4 separate regions of the Mus musculus genome follow, and regions 2, 3 and 4 are each linked to region 1. Evidence: chromatin contacts called from public HiChIP or PLAC-seq and promoter capture Hi-C data. All regions are on one chromosome and are shown on one strand. Each heading gives the region's core, a stretch centred on a gene start, on an enhancer-like site or on the middle of the called end of the contact. The rest is flanking DNA. Distances are from core to core; before and after follow the strand shown. Region 1 holds the start of Gli2 (GLI-Kruppel family member GLI2). Region 2 overlaps Gli2 (GLI-Kruppel family member GLI2). Region 3 has its middle 130 kb from the start of Mir6346. Region 4 has its middle 150 kb from the start of Mir6346.

Region 1 (4,776 bases), core at 834-3,333:
CCCCCAGACACACGGAAGCCTACTCAAAAAGGGAAACCGCAGCCAAGGTGAGGAAATGGGCGGGGAGGGGGCTCGAAGGAGAGGTGGCTAGAACAAACAGATAACATCAGGGAGACTTGTGACAAGCCCGCCTATTCTGCCCGCTATCCCCCCCGTGCTGTATATTTTGGATTTCACCGTTTATTTACTTTTCTTTTTTGGCACCGAGCCCCCGGAGCATGCCAATACAATATTTGTTTAAACACTATTTTATGCCGCTTGCGAGGGAAACGTTTACTTTCAAATTCTCCAACATCCCCCAGAGCCTCGTCTGCAAACAGCATATGAGCGTTTTACAACTGTTCCCTTTATCTGAAGCTGTGGGGATTAAACCTTTACACGCCCAGCGAGGGCGGAGGGGCAAGGGGCCCAGGACATCGTGCGGCCACCGAACAGCAAGATGAAGGATGCCCCAGCTGGGGAACAGAGAGGTACAGAACCCATCCCTTCCCAGTCTCTGAAGGATGAGACTACCAAGAGAAGTCTCTCCTACCCCTGCTCCAACTGGGATCGGCTCTGGGAATCACAGGACAGTTACACACACAGACACACACACAAAGCCTGGAAGGAGAGGCGCCCTGGGGGATCCCCACAAACTCCTTGCGTCTCTGTAGCCAGGTCACTCGAGGTGAAGCGCAAGGGCTCCATCCTTAGTGTCCTCAAGCTCTAAAAGTCAGGTTTCCTAGGAAATGAGAGCAATTGCTGCCGGGCTGAAAAGGAGCCCAGTTGGGTGGACTTCCAGCTCCCGGCGCGGCGGGAGCCCTCTCGAACTCACTCAAGCACACGGTCCCTCCCCCCACCCCCAATCCCGGAGGAAAAAAAACGCTCCCCTCTCTCTAAACCCTTAATAGGATTGGCGCCCAACTCTGTCCGCGCCGCTCCTCATCCATCACACACAGATCAAGTTGCAGTAGTGGATTTTTCAAATTCCTCAGCAAATATACTTGTTGAGAGATTGCTTGGGGGGTGTTAAGTGGGGGCTAGGATGAAAGCGAGGAGTAGGGGGAACCGATCCCTCGGCGAAGGATTACGCGTGGATCCATTCTGGAAGTCAAGGGGATCTGGAGACCTAGGATAAGAGAGAAAGGTAAGGAAGCCAGAACCGAGGTCCAGAGACTGGCGGCGGAGGGAAGGGGCAACAGGGTTCAACGAGAGGGAAAGAAGGAAGAAAGAAAAGACTGGCTCCTGGACGCGGACTCGCAGCGCGGAGAAGTAGAGTTGCAAGTTTCCAAGTGGCCGGCGGCGGTTGCAGCACACCGCACAGTCCCACAGGCGCGCTCCCAGCTGCCCATCTAAGGGAGCTTCGGCGCACCCCAGCCCCCACGTCGCCCCCAAACAGTTCCAGGCTCCAAGCGGTACCACCGGTCAAAGACCGGCCTACCCGAGCAACCCAAGAACAAGAAGCACTTCCCCTCAAGTGGAGGGCTGTGGTAATAAAATCGACCCCGGCCACGAGTTCTGATCCCCAAGATCCTCCTTAAGCCCTGCCGCTGCTGGACCAGGGCACTAATCAGGGTTGCCTTCTTTAGCCGGCCCCCCTAAAATCAGTGTCACGATCTCGATTCCGGTAAACGGATGAGAGACACTCCAAGACCGCCACAGCATCTCAGCCGAAGCTGGCCAGGCTAGGAAGTGCTTCGCCACCAAGAGTAAGGGGAGGAAAAAAAAAAAAAGAAAGAAAGAAAGAAAAGAAAAAAGGAAGGGTGGGAAGGCCAATGCAACTTTACCGAGGAGACAAAAGTTTGCCTCTAGCATGCAGGTGGCCTCTCGGGCGCCGGGCAGTGGTTGCAGGGCCCCATCCCAACTTGGCTGGAGTGGGGCTGCCGAGTGCGGGGGCTCCGGCTGCCGGGGCGGGGCTGGCCAGGCAGAGGAGGGGACCAAGGCGGGCGGGGGACTCGGGCAGTCCCTAAGGACACCAGGCCAGCAGCTCCGGGCGGCTGCGATGCTACGCACGACCCGTGCTCCTTCCTCTGGCTCCTCCTCGCCTTCCTCCGCGTCCTCTGTAGCCGCCGCCGCCGCCTCCCGCTCCTCCTCGAAGTCTCATTGATGAGAGGAGTTTGAAAAAAAGTCCGCGGAGCCGTGCTGCCTCGGCTGGCGAACGCCGGCACTCATGCAATCCATCAGCGTCTCTGGGATGGCGCAGCGCCCCCGCGCGCTGAGCTTGGGCAAACCCTGATCGTCGCGTCCTTAGCTTGCCCGCCCCGCCGCGTGCACCCTGCCTCTGAGGCTGGGGGTGGGGGGACACCACCCTGGAGGGGGATTGCCAGCGGGCGAACACAGACTCTCCCCCACCTCAGCTCCAGCAAGGAAAGCACCCCTTCGGAAAGTTCCAGCGGGGGACCAGAGAACCCAGGAGTTAGGGAGTGGGGGTGGGGGGTGACGACCCAGACGCCACTCTGGAGGAGAAGAGCTGGGACTATCGCAGATTCTTCCAACCCAGTTCGGAGGAAATAAAGCACCCCTACCAGAAAGTTCCAGCTACAGGAGCACACGCCAGTCTCAAACACTTTTTCTAAGGCGCCGGGTTGGGGGGTTGCTAACTCAAGTCAGATGAGCTCCGGAGCTCGGGCGCTGCGACTGCTGGTTTCAATATCTGAACTCCCCCTTTCTTCCCAACCCCCTCAGCCCTCCGCTGGTTGTTCCCAAAACTCCCGGATCCTCTGTGCGCCGTAGCAGAAGGAAGACACGTGGGTTGGGAAGCAAGACTGGATTCACGCAGGCCCTCGTCGCCCGGGCAGCTAGTGCAGGTGCCCGGGGTCCCAGGCGCCCCTCGCCATGGCTCGCTCACGCCGCCATCTGAGAGCACGCCGGCGACAAGTGACGCCAACCTTAGGCTTGCTGCTTATGTTTTGCAGTGAGAGGGGTCTTTCTTTCTTTCTTTCTTTCTTTCTTTCTTTCTTTCTTTCTTTCTTTCTTTCTTTTTCTTTTTCTTTTTCTTTTTTTTCTCTTTTTTTTTTAATCCCGGAGACTCCATTGAAGCTGCTGCAGCCAGATGGAAGTAATCAGAGGGAGAAGGAAGAATTAGGCTCACCGAAGTTGCAGGCCAAAGTGTAGATGAGGCTGTTCATGAAAGCATTTGCTTAAGTAGCCCCGGCTTTCCATACAGTCCAGAACTGTCCACTCCAAGAAGCAAGCAGGCAGCAAATGGCCGTGCCCTCCCAAGCCATGGGACTCAGCTTCCTCTCCTGGGCTCTGCTCTTAGAAAGCTGCCCGCGGGACTTCTTTATATTTCTTCCTGAGGTCTAGTTCCTTTGTATTGCTTAGCCTGCCATAGGGTATCCTCCTTTTAAAGGTGGAGTGACTGATGCCTGAGGACGCTTAGAAACTTGCCCACAATAATCTAAGGTCGGTCCATTTAAATAGAGGTGTCCTGTTGAGAATGTTGGTCACATCTCTTTCGAGCCCCTCCTTCTCAAAGCAAGAGAACCAAGCCTCCAGACCAATTCCACCCTGCCTTAGAGAAAGCTCCTTCTCAGCCCATGTTACTCACTGATTGGATCACTGTTGGTGGACGGCACAGTTTACACCGTGGGCTCTCCCTTAGCTTTATTTGTTTCTGCAAGTCAGTATCTATTTTATGAAATAGCCCAAGGCATTCCAAATGCTATGGATACTCTCCTTCCGAGGTCCACTTCCAAGACCCTGAGTTTTACATTTAAAGTTTATATTCCACATATTGATTTTGTGGGACAGGGTGTGAGGTCACAGTCCTCTGGCAGCAGTCAGAGGACAGGGCAGAGGGGGCTGTTTCTCTCCTTCTGTCATGTGGGTGCTGAGGACCCCACCCAGGCTCGCAGCAAGCACCTTTGCTGGCCTAGTCTTTTACTGACCTTGACTTACTTTTTAACAGAAGGGGAAGTGCTGTGTCCCATTCTTCCTTTCTTGTTACCTTCCTTCTTGATCTAGAGCGGGGAAGGGCAGAGATGCTACAAGGATTTGATGCTAACTTTGTCTTCCCCAAAGTCATCTTCCCAGGTTGGAAGTCAGGGGGAGTGGGGGTGGGGAGGTGACAAGGTGTTCAAATGGAAAACTTTCTGGTGTGGCGATACATGGTGGGGTGTGACAGGACGTTTTTCTGAGAAGATGCAGCTTGTGTCTACTTCTCTGCCCCTCACACCCAGGGAGGAACCCACAATAGTCCAAAGTGTGGATACCACTGCAGTCTGACTTGGTGAACCCATGAGGTTTGTGTCTTACAGGCTGTGGATGAGGAGTTACTTACAGGAACGGAAATGACTCAAAGACCAGCTGCACACTGAAGCCCACCCCAGTGTGGGGACAGCTTACCAAGCTGGGAACCTGTGCACCAGGCGGCTCAACAGACTGGAGAGTGTCCTGTGCTCTCCATGCCTCAGTGGGGCTAAACCTCTTCCAGACAACCAGCCGCTGTCTGCTTCTTTCAGGCTGCTGCTCTGGTGTCCAGACTTTGCCCCTTTGGCTTGTCTGAGCGTCTCCTTGGCAGCCCAATTTCTTCATGTGAGGGAGACTCTCAACTTTTATTATTTATGCTGGCAGGGAGGGGCCTAGTGATTCTGGTAAGTTCCAGGGCCTTCCTGAAGCTATTTTGAGTTGTTTACCTTCCTGTTCAAAGAGTTTCCCTGTAGGGTGGACTCTCTTTCAATCTCAGAGGAAACCTAAGTTAGGCAAGTGCCTTCGGTCCTAAGACTCCAGAGGCAGACAGACCTCTGAGGGTGAGAAGCTAGCCTGGTCTACACTGCCAGTTCCAGACCAGCCAGG
Region 2 (4,252 bases), core at 640-3,139, 190 kb before region 1:
CTGACGACGGACTATAAATAAATAAATAAATAAATAAATAAATAAATAAATAAATAAATAAATAAATAAATAAATGAAATGGAACTTCCCCCAGTAGACTCATGCTGGGAGAAGGACAGGGATGAAACCTGGTGCTGCTGGAGGGGGAGGGGGAGCTTGTCTTCCAAAGAGATTTCCCACAGTTGTGATAACTTGCCAGACCACTTTGCAGGGAGCATTTGATGGCTAGACCACACCTTGATCAGGCCTGCTTAGCCATGTGTGCCTCTTGCTCTCCATGTAAACGTAAACATAAAGCTCTCTGTTCCTCTTTCCTGTGTGGCCACAATGAATAGGCACCCCCCCCCCCCCCCACACACACACACACTTTTCACTACTTCTGCTCCATTTAACTGGCCCACTGAGGATGGGCTGCTGAGCCTGGTTTGTTATTGCTGCCATACTGGTAACAACAGTGCGAGGGAGAGAGGGGACAAGCCACACACAGCATGCCCAGGGACAATGGATGGGAACACGAAGAGGACATGATGCCCAGAGTGGTCCATGGCCTGGGAGGAAGCATGAGGTGATACAACTAAGATATGGATCCCCAGTGATCAGGGCGGATCTGAGACGGATACTGGCAGTGAGAGGTCACACCAGCACTAATTGAGCACCCAGTCTATACATTAAGTAGACAACATTTACCTTCATTCTACCTTTACTACATTCTCCTTCAGTCAGCTTCACATTCCCTGTGTCCCACTCACTGTCCTCTCTGGTGTCCCCTCACTAGTTTTCATACTGGCCCCCTTTGCATCCTGCCCTGCTGCTCTCTGCCGGATCCAGACCCAGCAGCCTAGCCGCCTTCTGGAGGGTAGAGCTCAGGTACTGGCAATGGATGGTATGGCCTTGCTAGAGTAAGGTTTGGAACCCCGCCTAGAGGCCTGGGGACTTGTTTGCTCGTCCTAACTCCAGCCATAGGAGAAATGCTCACTGTCATTCCTCTCTCTGTCACATGCATGGCACTGCATGGAGATGCATACCCAGTCAGGCACTCAGGATGGCTGTCACAGGATAACTCCTGTCTGCCCAGTTCTGCTTCTCCTGATGTGTGGGCCACCTGCTCAACTTGGTCCCCTAGCCATGGCATCAACAAGTCTGTCTACTTGCCAGTGATGTCCACCATCTGGTTCTGAGCCTTGGAGGAGGGCTTCCCAGAATGGCAGAAGCTGGCATGTGGGCGTGACTCTGCTCTGGATCTCGTTATTCCTCTCCTGCTGTGTAGTTGTGACTGGGTTTACGACGCTGGGAAACACCGTGTCCAGGATGCACCCTCCCTAGTCCCTCATCTCACTGTGTCAGAGGCAAGGATGGGACTTAATACCATGCTGTGCCGAATCCTGGACCCAGCATCCTCCTAGGGAGGGAGAGACACTCAGCTGAGTGTTGGGGACACTGCTTTGTCACTCAGAAGCCTCCTATCAGGGAATGGCAGGGATGAGCAGAGCAACTTGACCTTGCGTTTGTGGTGGGGTGGTTCTTTAAAACTCAGAGAGGCAGGAGCAACCAGAGGAGGCAGGAAGCATCTAGACAGAGTTCCTGGAGAAGGAGCACTCTTGGTTCTGCCTCTGTGGAGAGATAGCTCAACTGGAGCAAGGCCCCTGAGGGGAGCTGCAGTGGCGGTTGTGGCAGGAAACCCAGGAATGGGGCCTATGATGTGAGACGAAGCCTGGATGATATGGGCCCACCCTGAATCTTGCACCCTCGGCGGCCTCTTAACAGCTGCCACAGCCCGTTTCCAACCTGCTACCCTGCAGGACCAGATGGCCTCTCTGCAGGTCTGTCTCCTCCCACCACTGTGGCATGAAGATGCTGCTCCCGGCAGGACTAGAAGACAGCAGCCAGGAGGCGGCACCAGCCTAGAGTTTGGTGGTGGTTCCCCACGCCTCTACTCAGCCCACATACCAGGCATCCTTGGACAGCTCTAGGGTTGCCAGGTAGAGTGGAATCTAGTTGGAGGGGGGCGGGCAACAGCACCGAGCTTCAGTTTCCTTCTCATGACAGGGGTTGTATGCTGACCCAGGATCTCATAGTCAGGGGGCTAAGACACCCCGTGAAAGCAGCATGGATTCTAGTGAGAAGATAGGGCTTGGCATCTGATGGGCACTTAGGACCTCCTCGATCCAAGACTCCCAACCTCCTATTCTGCAAAGCAGTCTAGCACATGCACCGCCTTGATCAGTGAAGCCCACCCTATCACTTGGACCCTCGATCCTGGCTTTGCCCTTGACTCTTTATGATGGTTTATAACAATTGTTAACTTGGAGAGATCATTATCTAGGAGACACATGTGTGGAGGATTTTCTAGAATGTGCTGACTGAGGTGAAAAGACCCACCCTGAACGTGGGCTATTCTATGTGCTGGGGTCCCAGACTGAATACAAAGGAGAGCATGGCCTGTCTCTGCTTCGTGACTATGGATGTCACACACTCCGGCCATCATCTCCACGATGATGGACAGGATCTCCTTAAAGTGTGAGCCACACCCAACAAGCCTGCCTAAGCTGCTTTCATCAGGATTTGTTTACGGGGGCCAGTGAGAGGTTAGATACTTGGTCATAGCCAAGAGCACACTAAGTAATGGCCTCCTCCTTTCGTGCACACCACACCTGTGCTGGGAACGTGTCATACATCTCTACCCAGGCATCCCCCTTAACTGGATTAATCTACAGCTCACCAATGGGGTCTACTGCTGCTCGCCGCTCCGACTGGGTTCTCAGACCAGCATGAACAAGATACTTTCAAATGGAACATCAGAGCTCTTTCCTTCTCTGCACATCCTCCCCAAAATGGTTCCACAGCCTCATCTCACTCCAGCAACGTGCAAAGCCTTAGTCAAGTCCCAACTTGTTGGCACAGCCCGGCCTGGAACACTGACCCCAGTTAGGACTCCTGTCTTTCACCTGATTACTGCTGATCACACTGGTCTCTCAAGCTCAGATCATACTGGGCTCCCAGTAGGAACACAGGTCCTTTGCACCTGCAGGTCCTCTGCTGGGACTGCTCTTCACCAAGCCAGTTGGTGGGTTGGCCCTTCAGTTCTGTGCAGGAATAGCATCCACCACACCTTAGTGAGGGATACCTTGACTCTCTATGTCTCAAAACTGCATCCCGCTACCCTAGTATGCGTCTCCATCCCTATTTTGCTTACCCCATTCCCTCTTAGCTTACCAACCCCCAGTGGTGGGTGGTGTCTGTACCTCCCACTATAGATCCTTCCCAAAAGTTAAGTGAGTGCATCCCATCCTTTGTGATGACCACAGGTCTCTTGGCCACCCATCCTAGTACTTGGGCTCAGTCCCCATGTCTGGTAGTATAGACAGTACTGGGACGAAGTGCAGACTTCTGTTTGTGTCTCTCACCTCCAAAGGGAGGGCAGACCTGTTTTCTATGACCGGCAGTCAGTCACCCTCATTCACATCATCCCTGCCCCTCACCCCATGTTGCACCCTCTGGTACTCACCATCCACAGGGTTGAGGTAGTCATGGAGATGGGGTGCGCTAGCAGCACCCCCGCTCTGCATTAGAAGGTCCCCATAAGGGGTGGGGTGGCTTGCCATGAGGGTCATCTGGTGGTAATAGTCTGAAGGGTTGGTGCCTGGGGCTGCGAGGCTAAAGAGTCCCCTCTCTTTCAGATGTTCGTGGGCCACTGTCACAGGAGGCAAGAGAAAGGAGCCATCAGAATCTACTGTCCAAGGGGTGGCTCAGCAGCTAAGAGCACATACCACTACTGTAGAGAGCCCGTGTTCACTTCCCAGCTCCCATGCTGGGTGGCTCCCTACCACCCCTAACTCCAGCTCCAGTGGGTCCAATACTTGTTTCTGGCTTCTAGGGGAACCTATGTAAATATGCATGCACACCCACATAAAATGAAAATATATAAATAGAATCTTGTAAAAAAATTACTGTTTAAGGAAGGAAAAATAATTTATCTTTGGTCTGGGGTCTCAACGCTTGACCTCCTAGCCCATCCGTCACCTCCTATGCTCACGTGGAGACCAGAGATCAACCCTGGGTGCCTTCTTCAGTTGCTCCCCACTGTCTTTGAGACAGGGCCTCTCCTTGAACAGGGACCTCACTGATTCCACCAGACTGGCTGACAAGTGAACCTCAGGCCCTGCCTCCTCAATGCTGGGATTCCGACTGCTTGCCACTGGGCCCTGTTTATTGATTACTTTCTTTTTAAAAATCCTGGGTTCTGGAGGACTGA
Region 3 (4,203 bases), core at 1,143-3,642, 230 kb before region 1:
ACACACACATGCACACACAGAGTCACACACAAACAGATACACACACACACACACACACACACACACAGACAGAAATATACACATGGACACACCAGGACACACACACACACACACAGACACACAGAAATACACACACACACACACACACACACACACACACACACACACACACTCCTTCCCTCACTGCCTCACTGCAGGCAGGTTCACAGAATTTGGACTGTTTGGGAGCAATCATGCTTCCAGGTGCAGTAGCAATAAACTATCCACAAAGCTGAAGTCCTCAAACTTGGAAGTTGATCACCATGCATGAAAATGGAAAACTGACCTGGTGCCAACTGTTGGGTGTAATGCCTTTGGTAAGTGCCGGGCTTCGCTGAAAGACCTTTTGAAGCTGAGTGTATATTCTCTGTGTTAATAAAGTAACACATTACATCACCATTAGACAGAGGCAGTACTCAGTCAGACTGGACACTCTGCAGATGTTTTGGTTTTATTAAGCCCTGTATTGGATATGGGACAATTAGTTGCCTAAAATAGTATCACTTTAGCCAGTTGGTGAAGAATTAAAGTTGGTATGTGTGAAGAATATTGTAGTGTAATAAGTAATATTAAGTAAGTACTATAATGTTGATATTTTTTCTTTACCTGAGTGATTATATGTGTATATTATGTATGTGTGTGTGTTATATTTAAACACATAGTTAATATGAGGTATCAAAACCCAATGTAGATGGCTCATAAGGAATAGTATGTGGGGTTGTGAGTTCTGTCTCACCGCTGCTCACCCTGCCCTTCAGGAGCATGGCAATTAGTCTGAGCTCACTGGAGGGCCTTGCACCAGTCTGAGATTTACCATACCCAAGGTTCTGTCTGAGAGTAGAGATCGCCATCTTACAGGGCTATTGGGACGTCCATGCACCGCGTTCAGGCCCTGGTGGGGGAATTGCGGGGTGAGGGCAGAGGTCTGGCTCAGGGCAGGTCTGGGGTCTCCACCCAGGCAGTGCTGCAAATGTTTATCCTGAAGCCTGTTTTCTCAGCTGCAGGAGCACAGTCACAGCTCCCTCTCAAGGGTCTGCCTAGGGTTAAATGGGATAGCATACGTGCAGGAGCTGGGCTCAACCTCGAGCTGGGGAGATGGCTCAGACAGGAAGCGCTTGCCTTATAAGCATGGGGACCTGAGTTTGATCCGGAGGACCCATGTAAGAAGTCTCATGTAGCCCAGGCTGGCCTCAAACTTGATATAAAGCCAAGGAAAACTTTGAACTTCTGACCCTCCAGCTCCTATGTGACGTGATGATTCACACGCATCATCATGCCTTGATCTGAGCTTTAATTCAACAGCCAGGGATGGAGCCCCTACCGTGGTACCCCAGTGCAGTTGTGCCCTGGATGCCATGCCAGATGACTGGTACCCACTCATCAGAAGCTGAAACCTGACACAGGTATGCCCAGTCCATAGTGTGCAGAGCACAGATGGCCAAGGATAACTAGGAATGAGACCTACTTAACCCAAACTCCAAACATTATGAAACTTTAAAAAAATGACTTCAGTTGAACTTTGCAGGTAACCACATCATGTCACCCTGTCCAAAGGCTGGACCCGGGTGGAGAAGTGACTGCTTAGCCTGTAACCTTAGCACTGAGTGGGGAAGGAGAGAGGCAGGTGGATGGCTGGGGCTTACCAGCTGCCAGCTCCAGGTTCAGTGAAAGACCCTGTCTCAAGGGCTAGGGTGGAAAGAGATGGAACGGCCCACTCAACATGACCCTCTGGCCACCACACATGTGTGTATAGGTGCTCACACACACACATCCACACACATACACTCCATACACTGACACACACAGTTGGGCATGCTCAGAGGCAGACCAAAACCAGGTGGTTCAGTACTGAGATGGGCATATCCAAGTGGAGACATTACCCCATGTTTTGCAAAGAGCATGGCTTACCTGGGGAGAAAGGAATGCAGGTTGATTTGGTAGGAAATGACCCACCTCTCCCCAAAACCCTGCTCATCGGGTGTGACGCAAAGGCCCTATGCAGCAGGAAGTGAGTCATTTGATTTCATTTAAGTTTTATAGTCAGCGTATTTAACAGCTATTTCTGTTTTCCAGTGCCTGGCAAGTCCGCAGACAAAGCTGGCACATACAGCCACGGTCGTGCTCGCGGGTGCGCAACATACACACGTTTGTTTTCTAGCTTCCAAATTTCTTAAGGATTAGGTCATTTTCTTCCCTGGCCAAACGGCTGTCTGCAGGGTGCTGGGCCCCCCCATAAATCGTGCGGCCTGTGATATAAAACACAGCCCTTATTGACAGCCACTGTGCTGGTTGAGCCTACGCTGCCAGATCGTAAAGCAGAGGCTGTGTCACCCCCACCGCGTAGAGGCAATAAAGGACACTGGGGAATTACCTCGAGCCGCAGCAGCTGGCTGTGCCACGGGTCGCCCGCGGCTCTCCTTGCACCTAGTAAAAACGTTGCACTGAGAAGCACGGAGTGGGGCAGCTCCCCCAAAGAAGCCTTGTTCCCCAATAAGGCCCAAATAAGAGTCAGAGACATCTCTTGTTCCCGGACATCGTCCCACACGGGCAGATGGACTTTTCCCAAGCCTGGCATGTGTTCAAACCCCCTTCGGCAGCCCATACTCAGGCTGCAGCCAGGCCAGTGATAACACAAGCCTCAGACGTCCTCCACGACTTGACCTGTATACCAGTTGGAACAAGGCTCCCGCTGAGCCTTGTCTTCAGTCCACATGAGCGTCCTTCTCTGTGCTAGAACAGCATTTTCTAGGCTGTCTCAGTCTCAAAGCCTCTTCTGGGCCCCTGCTTCTTCTTTCTCCCGGGACACAATTTTGACTCCTGTGTTGAGAGACAGGACAGCCAGCTCTTTTCCTCCTCAGTTCCAACCCCCTGACCTCTTGTACTCTATCTTCATCTCTAGTTCCAACAGGACATGCCCATCCTGCCCAGCACCTTCTCCGTACGCTGCCCTCCTGCTAACTCCCAGTGAGCACTTCAGTTATCTCTCACATGGTCTACTGGGATCTATGTCCTCTTATTGGGAGTCTAAAAAATCGTCACATGCTTCTCTTTCCTTTTGAAGCGCATCACCAAGGGCTGGAAATGTGGCTTTGTTGGTACAGTGCTTGTCTTACACACACAGGACTCTAGGTTCAGTCCTCAACTTGATCTAACTTAGGTATGGCACCACCCATCTGCAGTGCCAGCAGGAGGATCAGGAGTTCTGGGTTATCCTTGGCTACGCAGGATACAAAACAAGCACACAAACCCCCACCATCGAAGCCTCTCCTTCTATTGTTCTTTCTCCATCTTGGCAAACTTCTGGAGAGCTCCGTGACCAGCTGCCTTCGTTTCCCTCCTCCCAGCCGGCCTGCACACAAGCTCGCCGGGCTCCCATCCCCAGTGAGCTCATTCAGTAGGTGTGAATTACAGTTTTGAAGGCCATCTGTGCTTTCGGGAAAAGCATAGCAGGTAATAGTTTATTTCTTTCTGGTGCTGGAGATCAAACCCAGAGCCTTCCACACACCAGGCAAGCGTTCTACCACAGATCCCCCCACCCCTACCGCCCCCAACCGTTTAAGTAGGGTGGTTATGGGAGCAAAAGCCTGAGAAAGGTATGAATCGTTTGGCTGTCTGAGGGGAAAGCGTTCCAAACGATGGGAATGGCCATGCAAAGGCCCCAAGGCAGCATTGCTGGCCATTTACTTGGCATAGTAACGAGAATGTACAGATCAAATGAAGTGAGAAGGTGAGGCCAGGTGATGAAGTCCAAAGATCAGTGAGCCTTCGGACCTCGTCGGGGCGGGGACACTAAGCAGGAAACAGTGTTTGAAGGGATGCTCTGACAGGGAAGAATGGTGGTTCGAGACCAGGGTGGGGAAGGGGAACAGAGTTCTGTAAGCCAACTCCCCTGTGTGGAAGCCCCATCGCATCATTTTGGATTGAAGACTTTCATTTCCATGCACATGACAGTACCACAGGGATGCAAGCTTGTGAATCTATATGAGAGACTCAAGTACAGAGTAGAGGCTGGGAGGTGAGGGTGGTGATGCAAAGGCTGGGGGCGGGAGTGGGGGAGCTGATGCAACGGCTGGGAGGGTGATGCAAAGGCTGGGTGTGTGTGAAGGGTTCTGGAGTGGGTATGGAGACTTCCTGTGGCTGGGATTTAGGATGGGAGAGGAGGGT
Region 4 (4,835 bases), core at 1,100-3,599, 250 kb before region 1:
TTGGTAACAAAGACCTGACTTTGACCTCTCAGAACCTCTGGGAAAAAAACCCCAACAACAACAAACAAACAAACAAAAAACAGGTGTAGTTTCAGGTGCTTGTAATTCTACTGCAGGAAAGATGGAGGCAGGCATATCCCTGGGGCTCATTTGCCAGCCAGTCTAGACAACTTGGTGAGTTCCAGGCCAACAAGAGACTTTGTCACAAAGCACAAAGTGAATGGTATTTGAGGAATGACACCTGAGGTTGGTCTCTGGCCTTCACACACTCATGCATACGTGAGTACCCACACACATATATGAGCATACATATATGTGTTTGTGCATCCGTGGCTGTATTAGTGTCCTTTATCCTACTGCTGTTTCTGAACCCATCCTAAAATGGCTGACCTCTACTTCCAATAGTTGCCTTCCCAGAAAAGAATCAGTGTCCATAAGTGGCAATTTATAATTAAATTGTTTAAAATCAAATGCAAACAGAATCTCAGTTCTGCATCCCATTCAAACTATGCCAAGGGCTCAATAGTTCCCCATATTTAACATATCAAGCCTTAAACATTTCTACCTTTCTAGAATGTTCTGTTGGGTAGCCTGTGAGCCAATGTGTGCTTGGGAGAGCAAGAAGTGGTCAGAGAGTGTGATGGGGCCAGAAAAAGGACTTGAGCAATGCATCGAGTGGTGGGTTTACAAGTGTGCACCACTATACCCAGTTTTGGGGGTGATAGGGATGGAACCTAGGGACTTCTTCATGATAGGTTATCCCTCTGTTAGCTGAGTCACATGCCCAGCTCCATGTGATTTCTGATTGGTTAGTTTTTATAAGGATGGGCTCAGGGTTTCAAGAAATGTCAACAGAGGTCAATGCCCATGCTGCCAACTATGTTATACCTCTAGCCAAAACAGTGCTCCTTAGAACAAATGGAAGTGACAAAATCAAGGCAAATCTTCAACTTTGTACCCCAGAGAATGCTTTCTTATATATTCTCCCAATATGTGTACACATTTTTTTAAACAACTTGAGAACTACCATCTCCAGAACCCTGTAATTCCAACACTATGGAGGTGGAGGCAGGACTGCTGAAACTTGCTAGCTACTAGCCTGGTTATAGATCCAGTAAAAGATCCCATCTTAAGGGAGTAAAGTGTGGAGTGATAGACAGGGACACCTGGTGTTTTCCACCTGCACACCTGCATAGACACATGAACATACCCCCCCCCCCCCACACACACTAAAGTAAATGTTGGCCTGCTTCTTATTTTCCATGTACTGTGGACATTCTTGCTCTGTGTGGTGTCAGTAACTGAGCTGTAAGCACAAGTAAGGTGAAAAGCTGCATGGAGTGGCCTACATTTGTGATTCCAGTAAAACAGATGCAGAGGTACGGGGGTCAAGAGCTTAGGGCCAACCTATGCTATACAGCTAGTTCAAGACCAGCTTAGGCTACATGAGACTATCTCAATCAAACAAAAACCGCAGTTGGGAATATAGCATATTTTATACAGCACATGCCTAGCAGGCATCAAGCCATGGTTCCATATAAACTGGGCTTGGCAGTACACACCTGTAATCTCATGACCAGGGAGGTGAGGAAGGCACAGGGGACCAGAAATTCAAAGTCATCTTTGGCTGTACACTAGGCACAGGCCTGCCAAGGTTACATGTAACCCAACTCAAAAATAAAAGCAAAAGTAAGATAATTTAAAATTTTTTAGGTAATAAGCATGTAAGTTTTAAAATATTAAGAACAAAGGCAAAGACTGTACTTTTGGAAGGACTGGCATGCCTGCAAATCTGGGGGCCAGCAGAGGCCTTCCAGAGCCTCTTTAATTTGGGGAAAGTTGGAGGCAGTGGAAGGAAAGTTCTGGAGAACTCTAGAAACCCTGCCATGGGAGCTAGAGCTGGACTGCGGCCCTAATGGGCGTCTTTCATTCTCATTACCCCCATTAGTGCTTTATTGTATTAGTTATAGCTAATTTACATTTTACTGAAGCATTGAAAACAGATTGCAGATGTTTGGAAACAGATGTTATCCTAATGTTAAGGCAAGACCATGAATATTTATGATGGTTATTGCCTGGATCAAATTACCTCGCTTAAACAGGGAGGCAGGCGTGTTCTGACAACATTGGCCAGCACCTGGGGAGGGAAGACAGGCGAGTATTGAGGAATTTTGGGGCACACTTCAATTTTCCTTTATGAGGGGGTCAATTTTTTTCTTCTGCCTTTCAGGGAACAGTGGTTGATTGTTACGTTTATGGGATGTTTTGAGCAGTCAGTGGCCAGCTCCAGAGGTCCCAGCTGGGTTTTTCCATGCTCTCCTTGCAGAAGGGCCTGGCAAGCCTTCATCTGACCTATGCGACTATGGATGCTGCCCAGGATGCAGGGGAGAGCTGAGTTTCTCTGTGCTGACCTGCCAGGGGCAACCCAAAGGAATCAGGCAGACTCACTGCCAAAAAGACCTCTCTCTCTCTCTCTCTCTCTCTCTCTCTCTCTCTCCTCCTCCTCTTCCTCCTCCTCTCTCTCCTCCTCTTCCTCCTCCTCTTCCTCCTCCTCTTCCTCCTCCTCCTCCTCCTCCTCCTCCTCCTCCTTCTTCTTCTCCCTACCCCTTTCTCTTTCTATCCTTTTTGTGTTGAAACAGTCTCATGTAACCCAGGCTGACTTCAGACTCACTATGCAGCCAGGGATGGCCTTGAACTCCTGATCTTCCTGCCTCCACTTCCCAAATGCTGAGATTACAGGAGTATGCCATCATATATAACCATGCCTTCCATATGCCATGCTGAGGATACAGCCCAGGGTTTCGTGTGTGCCAGGCAAGCAACTATTCTGCTGGCTGACTTAGATCTCAAGCCCCCAAGAAAGGCCTTCTCTTACCACCCACACTGGCAGCTGTCAAAATGCCAGGTATGGAGCTGTCCTTTTGCTGTTATAGAAGATCCTGCCTTGAATTTAGGACCAGTAGGGAGGATTCTTTGTTGACTATAATGGGTAGAGTAATGCTTGACCTAGGTTCTTTCTTAGAGTTCTCTTGTCCTGTTGGTCCCTGTCATATGACTTTTCTTATGAACAAATACCTACTGACTCCAGATGGGACACTGAGCACAGACAGAAGAATTTTCCAAGGCCACATTAGTGAGTTAGCTAGTTGTGGCGTTACTCATTGGAACATGGTGGGGAGAGGTCATCTACCAGAACACAGATGACTCAAAAGCAGTTGTTTCACCAATAAGCCCAGCCAGCATGGGTGAAGATTCACAAAAGCTGTAGAGCTCCCTTCATAAGTTGCAGACTGATTGAGGTCAGATGTCTCCTCTCCCCAGTGCTTATGTAACTTTGAGGAGGGATTTGTAGGTCTTGTAAGACTCAGGAACTTCCTGAGTCTTGTAACATTAGTCCATTTCCTTTGGTGTTTAGTTGTTTGGGTGTTTTGTTTGTTTGTTTTGTTTGTTTGTTTGTTTTTTGCCAACTAGATACAATCTGGAACCATCTGGAAAGAGAGAAACTCATCTGGGAAAGTGTGTCCCATCAGCTTGGCCTGTAAGTCAGTCTGTGGTCATTTTCCTGGTTAACAATTGATGTGGGCGGGCACAGCCCACTGTGAGTGGTGCCATCCCTTGGACAGGTGGTCTGGAGTTGTTTAAAAAAAAAAAAGCAAGCTGAGTGAGTTATGGAGATCATGCCAGTAAGCAGCAATCTTCCATGGTCTCTGTTCAGTTCCTGCCTCCAGGTTCCTGCCTTGAGTTCCTCCCCTGACTTCCCTCAGTGGTCTGGATGGGCCAGCCTTTTCTTTTTTTGATGATTTATTCATTTTTATTTATGTGTATGTTTGTGTGCCTACATAAGTTTATGTGTACCATAGCCATGCAGGTCCCTTTGGAGGCCAGAGGGCACCCCTCCCCTCAACTGGAGTTACAGACAGTTGTGAGCTGCCTGATGTAGGTTCTGGGAACTGAACCCAGCTCCTCTGGAAACTCTCTTGAGTCCCAAGCCCTTCCTTACTGCTATTGATTTTGGTCATGGTGCTTATCCCAGCAACACAAAGCAAACTAGACCATTTCCTGAGTCTTAGCAGACCTCCAGTATGGAATGTTTTCATTCCTAAGAAATTGCTTTACAACTATCCCCTCTCCCAGCATTTATTATCAGTTGATATTTTTAGTGGGCCTGTTTGCCGATGGTCAGCTGCTGCTGCCTTTTACCCTCCCATCTTGGCTCCCTGCTTCTAGGTGGTTAGAGCCTGAGACAGCCAGGCTCTCAGGAAGTGGGAGGAAGATGGGGGTTGGCACTTTTCAGCAGCCTTCAAGGGAGCAGGCTGATGGCTTTTATCCTCCTACCGGTCTCTTTCTCTTTCTTCTGGGGCAATCTTCTCAGTCAGTTTCTTGCTTGGGCCTTGCTCCAGGCTGGCTTCTGGGGCAACTGTAGCAGGTATATGCAACATGAATGTTTGTCACCTATAAAGGTCATAGTAAGAGAAATAAACCATCAAGTTATAAAATCAATCAATCAATCAATCAATCATCAGTCAGTCAGTCAGTCAATCAATTAAGAATGAACTAGGCTGATAACTCATATACTCACAAAAAAATCCAAAGTAATTTCATAGTGTTTTAAGAAAGTTTACAATTTTTTATTGGGTTTCATCCATAGCCCTAAGTCCATAGGCTGCAGGTTGGATGAGCCTGAAACATATGGAGAGCCCTTCTGGATTATTTCCTCACCCGGCATTTGGGAGACAGATGCTGTGTGTCTGAGAAATCCACGAGTAGGCAGACAGACAGTTTCAGGAGCAGAGGGATAGGCACCAAAGGAAGGAAGATGAGCTAATAGGCAGCTG

Evidence for each region. Promoter capture Hi-C pulls out the DNA fragments that hold promoters and counts their contacts. HiChIP or PLAC-seq counts read pairs in DNA pulled down with a chosen protein or histone mark.
Region 2: a promoter capture Hi-C map of hippocampal neurons shows a contact between it and region 1, with 4 times the contacts expected there. The contact joins the enhancer-like site here to the promoter of Gli2 in region 1. A contact is called at or near these places in 12 of 39 promoter capture datasets (the 3T3-L1 cell line, 3T3-L1-derived adipocytes, cranial neural crest and 8 more), 1 of 15 datasets of contacts at CTCF or cohesin (the NIH/3T3 cell line), 11 of 484 Hi-C or Micro-C datasets (astrocytes, cerebellar granule neurons, cerebellum and 7 more), 22 of 115 datasets of contacts at active chromatin or transcription factors (the NIH/3T3 cell line, craniofacial prominence, differentiating embryonic stem cells and 14 more) and 1 of 9 other capture datasets (embryonic stem cells).
Region 3: an H3K4me3 HiChIP or PLAC-seq map of embryonic limb bud shows a contact between it and region 1, with 8 times the contacts expected there. The contact joins the enhancer-like site here to the promoter of Gli2 in region 1. A contact is called at or near these places in 10 of 39 promoter capture datasets (3T3-L1-derived adipocytes, cranial neural crest, embryonic stem cells and 5 more), 1 of 15 datasets of contacts at CTCF or cohesin (the NIH/3T3 cell line), 9 of 484 Hi-C or Micro-C datasets (cortical neurons, embryonic fibroblasts, muscle stem cells and 2 more), 18 of 115 datasets of contacts at active chromatin or transcription factors (craniofacial prominence, embryonic basal ganglia, embryonic forebrain and 10 more) and 1 of 9 other capture datasets (embryonic stem cells).
Region 4: a contact with region 1 is called in an H3K4me3 HiChIP or PLAC-seq map of embryonic limb bud, with 5 times the contacts expected there. The contact joins the enhancer-like site here to the promoter of Gli2 in region 1. A contact is called at or near these places in 6 of 39 promoter capture datasets (3T3-L1-derived adipocytes, cranial neural crest, frontonasal cranial neural crest and 3 more), 1 of 15 datasets of contacts at CTCF or cohesin (the NIH/3T3 cell line) and 13 of 115 datasets of contacts at active chromatin or transcription factors (the NIH/3T3 cell line, craniofacial prominence, embryonic basal ganglia and 8 more).

Annotation. Positions count from the first base shown.
Region 1 is chr1:119,051,536-119,056,311 of GRCm38.p6, forward strand. Gli2 (GLI-Kruppel family member GLI2) reads right to left here and starts at 2,084. Exons shown (of 14, transcript NM_001081125.1): 1 at 1,767-2,084.
Region 2 is chr1:118,863,067-118,867,318 of GRCm38.p6, forward strand. Gli2 (GLI-Kruppel family member GLI2) reads right to left here. Exons shown (of 14, transcript NM_001081125.1): 5 at 3,506-3,691. Among named protein-coding and RNA genes, the nearest start is that of Mir6346, 89 kb to the right of the region's middle. Within about 2 kb of position 1,890, at least 9 of the 459 cell types and tissues checked have an H3K27ac peak or open chromatin away from gene starts, as enhancers often do. A contact at or near this core is called in cerebellum, cerebral cortex and hippocampal neurons, where this site is marked.
Region 3 is chr1:118,823,384-118,827,586 of GRCm38.p6, forward strand. No RefSeq gene overlaps it. Among named protein-coding and RNA genes, the nearest start is that of Mir6346, 130 kb to the right of the region's middle. Within about 2 kb of position 2,393, at least 81 of the 459 cell types and tissues checked have an H3K27ac peak or open chromatin away from gene starts, as enhancers often do. A contact at or near this core is called in cortical neurons, embryonic fibroblasts, embryonic forebrain and 3 more, where this site is marked.
Region 4 is chr1:118,797,607-118,802,441 of GRCm38.p6, forward strand. No RefSeq gene overlaps it. Among named protein-coding and RNA genes, the nearest start is that of Mir6346, 150 kb to the right of the region's middle. Within about 2 kb of position 2,350, at least 7 of the 459 cell types and tissues checked have an H3K27ac peak or open chromatin away from gene starts, as enhancers often do. A contact at or near this core is called in embryonic limb bud, where this site is marked.